2 separate regions of the Capra hircus genome follow, and region 2 is linked to region 1. A link is a contact called in public Hi-C data. All regions are on one chromosome and are shown on one strand. The core of a region is the stretch at or near the end of the contact, and the rest is flanking DNA. Distances in the headings are between cores, read along the strand shown.

What was found. A called contact is a pair of places that touch in the nucleus more often than the background predicts.
Region 2: a Hi-C map of liver shows a contact between it and region 1, with 5 times the contacts expected there. The contact joins two enhancer-like sites. A contact is called at or near these places in 3 of 5 Hi-C or Micro-C datasets (blood and liver).

What each region holds. Positions count from the first base shown.
Region 1 is chr14:19,142,653-19,148,154 of ARS1.2, reverse strand. No RefSeq gene overlaps it. Among named protein-coding and RNA genes, the nearest start is that of ZNF706, 110 kb to the right of the region's middle. Within about 2 kb of position 4,029, at least 1 of the 5 cell types and tissues checked has an H3K27ac peak or open chromatin away from gene starts, as enhancers often do.
Region 2 is chr14:19,426,293-19,431,925 of ARS1.2, reverse strand. It overlaps GRHL2 (grainyhead-like protein 2 homolog), which reads right to left. Exons shown (of 16, transcript XM_005689192.3): 10 at 1,334-1,421; 11 at 508-647. Among named protein-coding and RNA genes, the nearest start is that of GRHL2, 130 kb to the right of the region's middle. Within about 2 kb of position 1,530, at least 1 of the 5 cell types and tissues checked has an H3K27ac peak or open chromatin away from gene starts, as enhancers often do.

The DNA of each region.
Region 1 (5,502 bases), core at 2,780-5,279:
AGTAAGGATAATCGAGCCACTTTGTCGCTCTGGACCTGTGATCATCTGGAGGAGCTGATGTTTCCTTCAGCTTTGAAATTCTAATCAGCTTGAGTGGAGCTCATATTCTCTGTGCTAGCCGCTTTGCTAAGAATTGGGGTCACAAGAGCAAGCAATCAAACAAAAACATGATCCTGCCCTGTAGAAGTGCATAACCTTGCCAATAGCAAAGGGATCGTTGCGACACAGTGAGTCAGATGGTGCTTTGATGGTTTGTCTGTCCAGGTTGCTAAGGCAGCACATATGAGGAGCAGCTCACCCAGGCTCCCAAAGGAAGGCTGCCCAAAGCTGGGAAGGCTGGTCCTGCTTAGACTGTGCAGGAAGTGATGCTGTGTGGGGCAGAGTCTTAGCCAGGCTGGGCCAGCAAGGCTTCCCTGAGGCCTGGAAGTGGGAGGAAGCTTCTGCCAGGCTGAAAAGCAGAGGAAAGAGAATCCAGAAGACTCAAAGGAACAATATAGAGTTTTTTTTAATCCTTAATTTTCAGCTTACTATGGAAAATGTAAAGGTCTGTGAAATAGAATGGCGGGGGGCAGTGTGTAGAAGGGGGTCCCGCCTGTGGCAGGCCAGGACAAGAGAGGCCTTGATGGCCAGGATACCAAACCACAAATCAATATTTACCCAGCGGAAAGAGCTCTGTTTTCCCCCGTTTACAGCTTCTGGGTGTCTGGCTGGCTGAGCAAGGCTTGGTGAAAGCAGGCTCCTGGGGGCAAGTCTGGGATCACCTGGTTGCTGGTAGCTTGATAATCTTGCTCCAAAGAGTGAAAATTCTAAGAGCTCTTCCAAACCCTAAGGGTACACAGCCCCACTGAGAATTTGGGTCATTAGCGATGCACTTTGAAAAACAAAGCTATGGGCCTCGTTGAAAGGTCCCCCCCAGACATCTTGATCTGTGGAGTTAGAAATCTGACAGCACCCAGCAGTTCTCCCTGAGGCAAAGATCTGTGGATTTTGCTTATCCAACTCTTTCAGAGGCTCCCCCAAGCCTTTGCAAGATCCAAACAGTTGTTTTGCATTTGGGCTCAGCAGATGTGGCCATTTGCATACAGGTAAATTTCCATATATATAAACATAAAGACCTAGCACACCTTCAGATTATTGTCAGATTGAAACCTAAAGACTATCTGGGGCTTCCCAGGTGGTGCAGTAGTAAAGAACCCTCCTGCCAATGCAGGAGATACAAGAGAGGGTTCGATCTCTAAGTCGGGAAGATCCCCTTGATTAGGAAATGGCAACCCACTCCAGTATTGTTGTCTGGGAAATCCCACAGACAGAGGAGCCTGGTGGGCTACAGTTCATGGGGTTGCAAAGAGTCGAGCATGACTGAACACAAACACCAAAGACTATTCAGCACCCATCAGCACAGCCAACAAACAGACATCAAGATCAGCATCGGAGAACCACGGTCCGCAGTTATCTAAACAGTGTGGAGTCCTCTTAGAAATGGTTCTTAGGAAAAAAACTCAGAGAAACCAATACAAGCCCTGGGGAGATCTGGGAACTTGGTCCCGACAGCTGCACACAGGATGTCTCACCTGCTCCCTCGGAGGGAAGGGGCTCATTCCTGGGCCCACTGCCTGTCTCACTGTGCTCACAGAGGTGCCCTTGGCTGTCACTCATCGCTGATGGGGAGGGGCTGCTGGCATGTGAGTGGGGGAGGGCGGAGACATTCTACAGTGTGTGCGTCAGTCCAAAGAACTGTCTCTTCTCCTGCAAGACTTTTTAAATATATATATATTTATTTCTTTATTTGGCTGTGCCGGGTCTTCTCTGTGGCATGCAGGACCTTTAGTAATGGCATGTGGGATCTAGTTCCCTGACCAGGGATTGAACCCAGGCCCCCTGCATTGGGAGTTTGGGGTCATAGCCACTGGGCCACCAGGGAAGTCCCTCCTCCTGAAAGACTTTTGACTGTTCACTTTAATATGTACAGTCACATCTTGAGTTGCACAGAAACTTCTAAATTATGAGAAAAGTAATGAGACAGGATCATCGCTAAAATATTGAAAATCCACAGGAAAATAGAAAAATCAGTCTCTGATTTGGATATAATCTTTCAGAATCCGTTCAGTTCAGTTGCTCAGTCATGCCCGACTCTTTGCAACCCCATGGACTGCAGCATGCCAGGCCTCCCTGTCCATCACCAACTTCTGGAGCTTGCTCAAACTCATGTCCATCGAGTTGGTGATGCCATCCAACCATCTCATCCTCTGTCATCCCTTTCTCTTCCTGCCTTCAGTCTTTCCCAACAAAATACCTGTGGGCATTAATGGTGCTACATTCCAGTTTGAGTCATTGAGGGGTGTGTGTGTGTGTGTGTGTGTGTGTGTGTGTGTGTGCAACCAGTACACTTTAGGTGCTAAAGGACTTTTGATAGAACTGAAACGGGTGGGGCTGGTTTGATACACAGAGGCTGAGGAGCTGCAGCTGGATGTTCACAGTGTGAAGTCAACGTCCAAGGAAGGGCACTGGGGCCTCAGCCCAGCCTCACAGGTTCAGGGTAAAGGTGTTACAGGGTGAGGCGGGGGCTTTCCTAGTGGAATTCACAGGGCCCTGGTTTGGGGAAATTGTGTGGGATGAGGGTGGCTGCAGAGTGTCTCCCATGGGCAGATCTTTCCTTTTCTTTTCTACATGTGGTAGTGTATGTTTCCAGGCCGCTGTCTCCATGCATCCCACGCTCTCCTTCCTCCCCGCTCCATGTCCACACGTCTGTTCTCTGTATTTGTCCACATACCGCGGCTCTGCAACAACCTAGAGGGGTGGGACGGGCAGGGAGGTGGGAGGGAGGTTTAAGAGGGAGGGGACATAGGTACGCCTACGGCTGATTCATGTTGATGTTTGGCAGAAACCAACACAATTCTGTAAAGCAATTATCCTTCCATTAAAACTATTTTTTTTTTTAAAGAATTTTCCTTTTTCTGTTTTGGCCACACTCTGTGGCCTGTGGGATCTTAGTTCCCCAGTCATGGATGGAATTCATGCCCCTGGATTGGAAGTACATGTCTTAACCACTGGACCACCAGGGAAGCCCCTAAAGATCTTTCCAATCAGTTTTCAGCATGTGTGAAGATACTCTGGATTGGTGGGGGACACTACCACTGAGGAGAAAGAGGGAGGTGGGGTGGTGCAAGGGTGAGAAGGTACCTCCAGGGGATTCATGTGAAAGCCCGGGGAAGTCATCCAAAACCAGAAACTTCAGAGCCACCCTACAGGGCTCTCTGCCGGCTCTCCGCCACCTTCAGAGGTCATCAAGGCTCTGTGTGTGTAGTGGGCTGAACGGTGGCATCAAGGCATTGCGTGTACAGTGGGTTGAATGACGGCCATGACACGGTGCATCCATGTGTCCTACAATCTACGGATGTGACCTTATTTGGAAAATGGGTTTTGCAGATGTAATTAAGTTCAGGTTCTAGAGTTGAGGTCACCCTGGATTGCCCTGGAGGGCCCTAAATCCAGTTGCCAGTGTTCGTATAAGAGACAGAGGAGAGGATGTGCACACACAGGAGGAGAAGGTCATATGCAGACGGGGGCAAGAATGAGCCACAAGACAAAGGCTGCATGGAGTCCCCAGAAATCCAGGAAGAGGAAAAAAAAAAAGGGATTCTCCCCTGGAGACTTCAGAGGCAGCATGGCCCTGCCGACACCTTGACTCCAGAGCTGAGAGAATAAAATTCTGTTGTTTTAAGCCACCAAACTTGTGGGAATCTGTTATACCACAGATTTGGGAGGAACCAGGCACCTCCAGGGTTGGACTGTACTGTGTGGGGACCCCGAGCTGTCATCAAAGCCAGCAGGTAAATACTTTCCTGGGGAAGCAGGGAAGGGTGATGTGGGGGATGAAGGATCACAGAAAGAAGGGGGCAAGCCCAGCCTGGGCGGGGAGCACTCATCCTGGGGTCAGTGTGGTCCGTGAGTCTCGGCTCCATCTTGTGATACTGCTCTGCTGAGCCGCTGCTGGACGCTGGAAGCACGGGCTCTGTGACGTGGGGTCTCCGTGAGGACCCTGCTGGCGGGCTGGAATGGCAAGATCCAGGCACAAGGTGGAGAAAGCACTCAGAGAGAACGCGGTGGGGGCAGAATGACCAGGGCTGTGGGTGGTGGGGAGATCGGCTGTGTGGCCAGAGGTGGGGCGGCACCCCTGGTCAGGCTTTGAGGCAAGCACAGTGTGCTGTGGGTTACAGCCAGAACCCTGCACCCAGAGGTGGGACCCAGAGAGAAACCCAAGATGTGTCTGTGGTCCTGGCATCCCAACACGGGTAGAAGTCATGACCACACATTTACCCTTTGGCTTCTCTGGTGGCTCAGATGGTGAAGAATCTGCCTGTAATGCAGGAGACCCAGGTTTTATCTCTGGGTTGGAAAGATCCCCTGGAGAAGGAAATGGCAGCCCACTTCAGTATTCTTGCCTGGAGAATCCCACGGACAGAGGGTCACAAAGAGTCGAACACGACTGAGTGACATGCTCACTTTTCACTTTTTGTTGCTCTTCAGTTACTCAGTTGTGTTCGACTCTTGCTGATTCCATGGTCCGCAGCACGCCAGGCTTCCCTGTCCTTCACTGTCTCCCAGAGTTTGCTCAACCTCATGTCCGCTGAGTCGGTGATCACATCCAACCATCTCATCTTCTGTCATCCCCTTCTCCTTTTGCCTTCAATCTTTTCCAGCATTGGGATCTTTTCTAATGAGTCAGCTCTTCGCATCAGGTAGCCAAAGTACTGGAGCTTCAACTTCAGCATCAGTCCTTCCAGTGAAAATTCAGGACTGATTTCCTTTAGGATGGGCTGGTTGGATCTCCTTGCAGTCCAACGGACTCTCAAGAGTCTTCTCCAATACCACAGTTCAAAAGCATCAATTCTTCAGCGGTCAGCTTTCTTTATAGTCCAACTCTCGCATCCACACATGACTACTGGAAAAACCATTCAATTTTCACTTTACCTGGAATAAAAAAATGTTACCAGGGATTGACATGTGTCTGGCCTGGGCTCAGTGCTGTGCATCCTCACCCAAGTGAAAGTGAAGTAGCTCAGTCCTGTCCGACTCTTTGCGACCAGTGGACTGTAGCCCACCAGGCTCCTCCATCCATGGGATTCTCCAGGCAAGAATACTGGAGTGGTTGCCATTTCCTTCTCCGTATCCTCACCCAAACCCTCACTTAATCCCCTTTTTACAGATGAGGAAGCTGAGCCTCAGGGAGCTTGAGTAACCTGCTGATGCTCCTGTAAGACATGTCAGCTGGTATCTGCGTTCAGGTCTGTCTGCCTCCAGAGCCCAAGAGCTTGTAGCTGCTCTTCAGCGGGCCAGTTCATTTTCCCAGTCACTGGAACTGTGCTCTGCAGCAAACCATCTTTTTGTACTCCCTCCACCGGGAGAAACCTCTTCATCTCCATCTCGTTACACACCTGCTTGCTTTATGGACGATGCGCTATTAACTCAGATCAAGGCTCGGGGTCTCCTTAAAAGCAGGCC
Region 2 (5,633 bases), core at 281-2,780, 290 kb before region 1:
GAATTATCTTTTAAAAGGCTTGTCTACAATCTCATTTTTCTTTTGGTTTAAAATAATTTACCTATTCAACAGTAACTGTCAATTTACTACGAAAAAGTTTTTAACAGAGTTTATTTAATCAAAGAATTTTCCTCTTAAGCACCTTTCCAAAGGGTGCAGTCCAATTTCCCACCATTAGATGGAGCCCTATTGCATCATGCGGATCCCACAGAACAAAACTCACAAAACTTGCCTTACAGGTTATCAGCCTTCTTACTTTCTTCCTCTTTCACTGCTTTGTCAACACTTCACTATTATCAGCTCACTCTTGCCTTCCCCTTAGTAAGTTGGTTTCCTCTCCTGAGACATTCCTTTCTATAAAATTAGATTTTCTGTAGGCAATGGCTGGCTTTTGGTCGAACGCATGGGTTTTATTTTTCAGGTCAATAGCTCCTGAAGTGATGGTCTCTTAAGGCTCTACCTGGCGAGTGGATGGATGGCAGGTGGATGTGAGTGGGTCGGCCATACCTGTCCTGTTCTCTGCAGGTTCGCGAAGTGAACGTCAGGTATGAAGAGGACCGGCTGGGAGTGCAGATCAGGCATTGTCTTGAAGTAGGTGATGTCGCTCTTCTTCTGTAACGGTATCGCTGCCAACTTTCCATCAGAGGCTGGAAACAATCACAAAACCCATAAGCGCAAGGGTCATGGATGACTTAAGATCTCTCACTTGTAAGCTCTTGTCTTGGCTAAAGTTTGCAGTGGTCTCCTATGAAGCTTCCCAAATGCCATATATGTGAACACACTTTAAAAGCCTCCCCTCTCCCATCACCAGACCAGCAGAAAGAGTGTGGACTTGGAGTGAACACTCCTGAAGGGGTGCCCTCTTGTCGCTCTCTGCACCCTAGATTTCTTGTCCGAAGAAGGAGGTTGGTCTCTGGAGTATTAGAACCTCCCTCCTAGCTCTAATGTAATCACATGATTCCATTTGCGTTTCACAGGGATGGTTCACCCCATCGCCATGCCTAGCCATAACTTGTGCTGTGCTTATTCGCTCAGTTGTATTTGACTCTTTGCAACTACATGGACTGAAGCCCGCCAGGCTCCTCTGTCCATGGGGATTCTCCAGGCAAGAATACTGGAGTGGGTTGCTATGCCCTCTTCCAGAAGAACTTCCCAACCCAGAGGTCAAACCCAGGTCTCCATCACTGCAGGCGGATTCATTACTGTCTGAGCCACCAGGGAAGCCCAGCCATAACATGGATGTGCATATTTTACCTGCAACCCACTTCTTTCCACCCATTCCTTGGTGGCCCTGGCCCGGCTGAAGCCCACCCCCCTTCTCAGCCACACTCACAGTTGTTGCACTGGGTCTGGGAGGCCTGGCCTTTCCCCTTCTTCCTGTTCTGCTTCCTCTCTTCATCTCGGATTTTTCTTTCTGCTCCCTGACAGGGAAGAACAAATACACACAATGCCAGGCATGTTACCAGAGCGTGCAAAACAACTGCACGCACACAAGTCACAGGGATAAGAAATTAAACGTGGGCAGGGGAGGCCGGCCGCCGCGGCTCCATCCTCCAGCGATGTCGACCGCCTCTTAGCCTACCCGATGTTGCTGACCTCCTGGGGGAGGGAGGGACCCCACTCCTCCCAAAGTCTCCCCTTTTTTGGTATCTTGCCTATTGAAACAACTCCAATTTTGAATTGCTACAGAAAGGCCAGACTCAGTTCCCTATCCCAGTGAAGCCGGTTAAGTAATTTTAGTGATATTTATTTAAAATAAAATGTCGTAGGATGAAGCATTGGCCTGTTGGGCATGAAAGTTGAGTGTGAATTTCCTATAGAACTTTTCCTTTGCTCCTTGGTATGGAACTTTAAAAAATTATTACAAAAGGGGAAATGAGGTAGGGCTGAAGCAAACTACACAGGGTGTGAGATTTTGTATATACAAGTACAGTCTGGGGTTTTGTCTTAATATGTTCATATGCTCTTGGAAATGGCATTCAATTTGACTTTTTGCTCCTCTGTTCCTTGTAATTTGACTTTTTCATTGGCATCTCTTGCCAGCTCCATCCAAATTAACCAGCTGACCATCACCCACGTCTCTTGGTCTTCCACGATTCTTTGATCACCCTCTTCTCTTTTTAGTCACCCTTCGATGTCAGCTTTGCTGACTCATTTTCCTCTTCTCACGCCCCAAATATAGACATTTCAACTTAGTTCCCTTTTCCTCTCCCTCTCTCCATTCTTGTGGCAGAGAAGTCCATCTATACCCATATTTCCAAGGTGTTCTAGACAGGTGACATCCAGATAGACTCTCCCAGCCTAAACTCCTCCCCTACATTTCAAATCCACATTGACTATTTCTGCCCTTTGTGGCAGCACATTTAAAAAATAGCGAAATATGGACTGGTCAGAAACCTCTGCCCCTAGAAAATCCCCAAGTTATCACACACAAGAGATAGATCTGAGAACATACAATTTAATCCTTCTGTAAAACGCACACAGATCAATTAAAAATGAAGGGACAAGTTGGTGGAAATACTTGCTATGTAAATCTCGTGTGCTGTGCTGGGCTGGGCTTCGTCACTCAGTCGTGTCTGACCTTTTGTGATCCCATGAACTGTAGCCCGCCAGGTGCTTCTGTCCTTGGGGATTCTCCAGGCCAGAATACTGGAGTGGGCTGCCCTGCCCTTCTCCAGGGGATCTTCCCAACCCAGGGATCGAACCCAGGTCTCCCACATTGCAGGCGGATTCTTTACTGCCTGAGCAACCAGGGAAGCCCATAAAATCTCATATAAAGTGTTAAATCAATATAAATAGTGATTCAAATTTAAAAAGAAAACAGCAACTAACATACCAGTTAAAAAATGGACAAGAGTCACGAAGGCAATTCACAGAAAGGGACACGCTAATGGTTTAGAAGTAAAACATTAAAATATAGATTTTGCTTATCAAACTGGCTTAAAAAAAAAACAACAACAACATATTCCCAATTTTGGCCAAAGTAAGGCCATGACACAATGGAGCCATGTGGTCAATGGAGGCATGCAGCGTAAAGGACGCGGCTTTAGAGCTAATTCTTGATGAACAAGTGACACGGCTAATCAGATGTGGCACTTCCTTGGTGCCAGGAGAGTTCTAAGAACTTTACGTTGGTAAGATTTGGATGCTTATAATAGTTTAAACAGATATTATAAATAAGCATTTTTATGTCAAAAAGCTTCTTACTCCAAAAAGAGACTAATCATTTATAGTGCTCTATTTTTAAGTTTTATATTGTCACTGATGTTTATAACCCATAGAAATTCATAGAAAGAAGGAGATAAAATATAAAAATATTTCCTTGGAAAGTGTCTTCAAGAGATACTAAAAGTTTTATAGAGATTTTTGTCTAGATAAGGTATAATACTTTCAGAAAAAAAATAAAGGGCTAAATGCACAAACATGACTTTGTTCAAATGGGTGTGAAATATAAGCAAATATATTCATTTGTGCTTGTGTCCATGTAAGACTTTTTTCCTGTATTTGAAGTTCTGTACAATATAGTATTGCATGTAAGTCAAAATATAGAAATTTACCTACATAAATTATAACTCACTGAAGACACATCCCAAAGTTTGTCAAGCAATTTTATTTTAAAATTAGTCTTTGTCTTGTACAATTTATGTGAAGAAAAGTTCTGAAATTACCGTTCCAAGATTTATATATGTTCAATGTCAATTTTTAAGAAATAAAGTCTCCTGCTTATTATTTTACAGGTATTCTTTGATATGCCAAACCTGAAGGATTAACATAAAACACAGAGTCATTTTGCTTAGAGCCTAATCTGGGTACCACATCTATATAAGAAACTTCCTGCCCAGAAGGCCCAGATATCAGCACTCCAAAACAGTTCTGATAGTATCCAAACTTAGGAGGGCCACCATCCTCATTTAAAATAACAGTTTGATTCACAGTGACCCAGGGCAGCTTTGATACATTCAATTATGATGAAGAACGCATCCTTGAATATGACCTTCCAAGAATTCCTTTCCTTTTTTTGATTATTTGTGACCCAAAGCTTCTGGAAAATATTTTCACTCTCATTAAAATGTTAAAAAGTCTGCTTCTTCCAGAAGGGTATAATTTGCTACAAATACCAAATTTATCATTTGAAAGTAATTTCCCCCACTTAGATGTTCATTATGAAGTGTTAAATTTGGAGAAAAGAAAAAAAGATGCCAGAGGATTTCCTGATTATACTGTGATCACCTTTGCTGCCTCTTGAGAGGTGATGGCTATCTTTACATTTGTATTTGCTACTTAAATTGTTTCTCTTAAATTTGTCTCAATAATGTGGCCTTAACCTATTTAAAGTTGGCCAAGATATCAAGAAGGTATTTTGGAAGAATATCTTTAGTTTTTTATAATCTCCAAGATAATTCTAAGAAAGAATTAATAAAGGGGGGGAATTCTTACAAGACGGTGGCTTTATTTTCAAGTTTTGAACAATATATAGTTGCTCTTTGCAGTAGTATGATTCTTGTTTTTCATGAAAGATAACTGAATGAAATACAGATATAAAGATATCTGCTCCCCAGGTGGCGTAGTAGTAAAGAATCCATCTGCCAACATGGGAGACACAAGAGACGCAGGTTCAAACCCTGGGTTGGGAAGATCCCCTGGAGTAGGAAATGGCAAGTCACTCTAGTATTCTTGCCTGGAAAATTCCATTGACAGAGAAGCCTGTCTGGCTACAGTTCATGGGATCACAAAGAGCTGGACACGACTGAGTGACTGCACCCATAAAAATACAGACAAAAGTATTGATAAAGATATAGCCATATAGCAGATCCTGAATTTTTAATTCATAAACATATGTATTTCAATAAAAGAAATTTTAATATCAAAAAAAGGGAGAGAAGTCCTTTATTTTCATTTGCAGTCTTACAGGTGCATTAATTAGAAATCAACCTGGGGAAATATAAATGGTACAAAATTCCATCTGTTTAAAACTCTAAACTGTGGGAAATTCACAGGTTTAAAGTGGAGTAGCTCTTAATTCTTTTGCTTTAGAGGATGATTCAAATTAATCTTTTGCATTTACACACCCACTTGAAAGTGCAAGAATTAAAATGTCCCAGGAGTGAGTTTTGCCTGTATTGTGAAATCGTGGCTACAAATATAACGATAAATCAGAGCAAAAGATTTTGCATCTAGCTTATCGGAATAATTAAGAGCAGTTAAGATTAACATACTCTGCTTATCTCATGAGATTCCTTCCCTATGAGTTTCCTGATCCTCATCATCATGTTAACTAAAAAACGACCCTCTAGAGACTCTTTACATCACTAGTTCCTTGGAGTCCCTCTCATTCTAGGGCATAGTGAACAGCAGTATGGCACATTCTGTTTAATCTGCATTTTATGCTTTATTTTGATTTTAGTATTTATTATATCACCACTTGAAACAAATAATCATACGAGCATCCCTTAAGCCTTCTTTTTCATACTTTCAATTCCAGCTGTGACATAAAGGTAAACAGATGGCCCAGGGCCTCCTTTCCACCCTTCCTTCCTTTTCTCCTTGCTCTTAATCTTCCTCCTTCCTTCTAAGAAGGAGATTCAGGGAGGGGGATTCTACTATTCCCCTTGAAACTTCTGGAATAAAAGAAG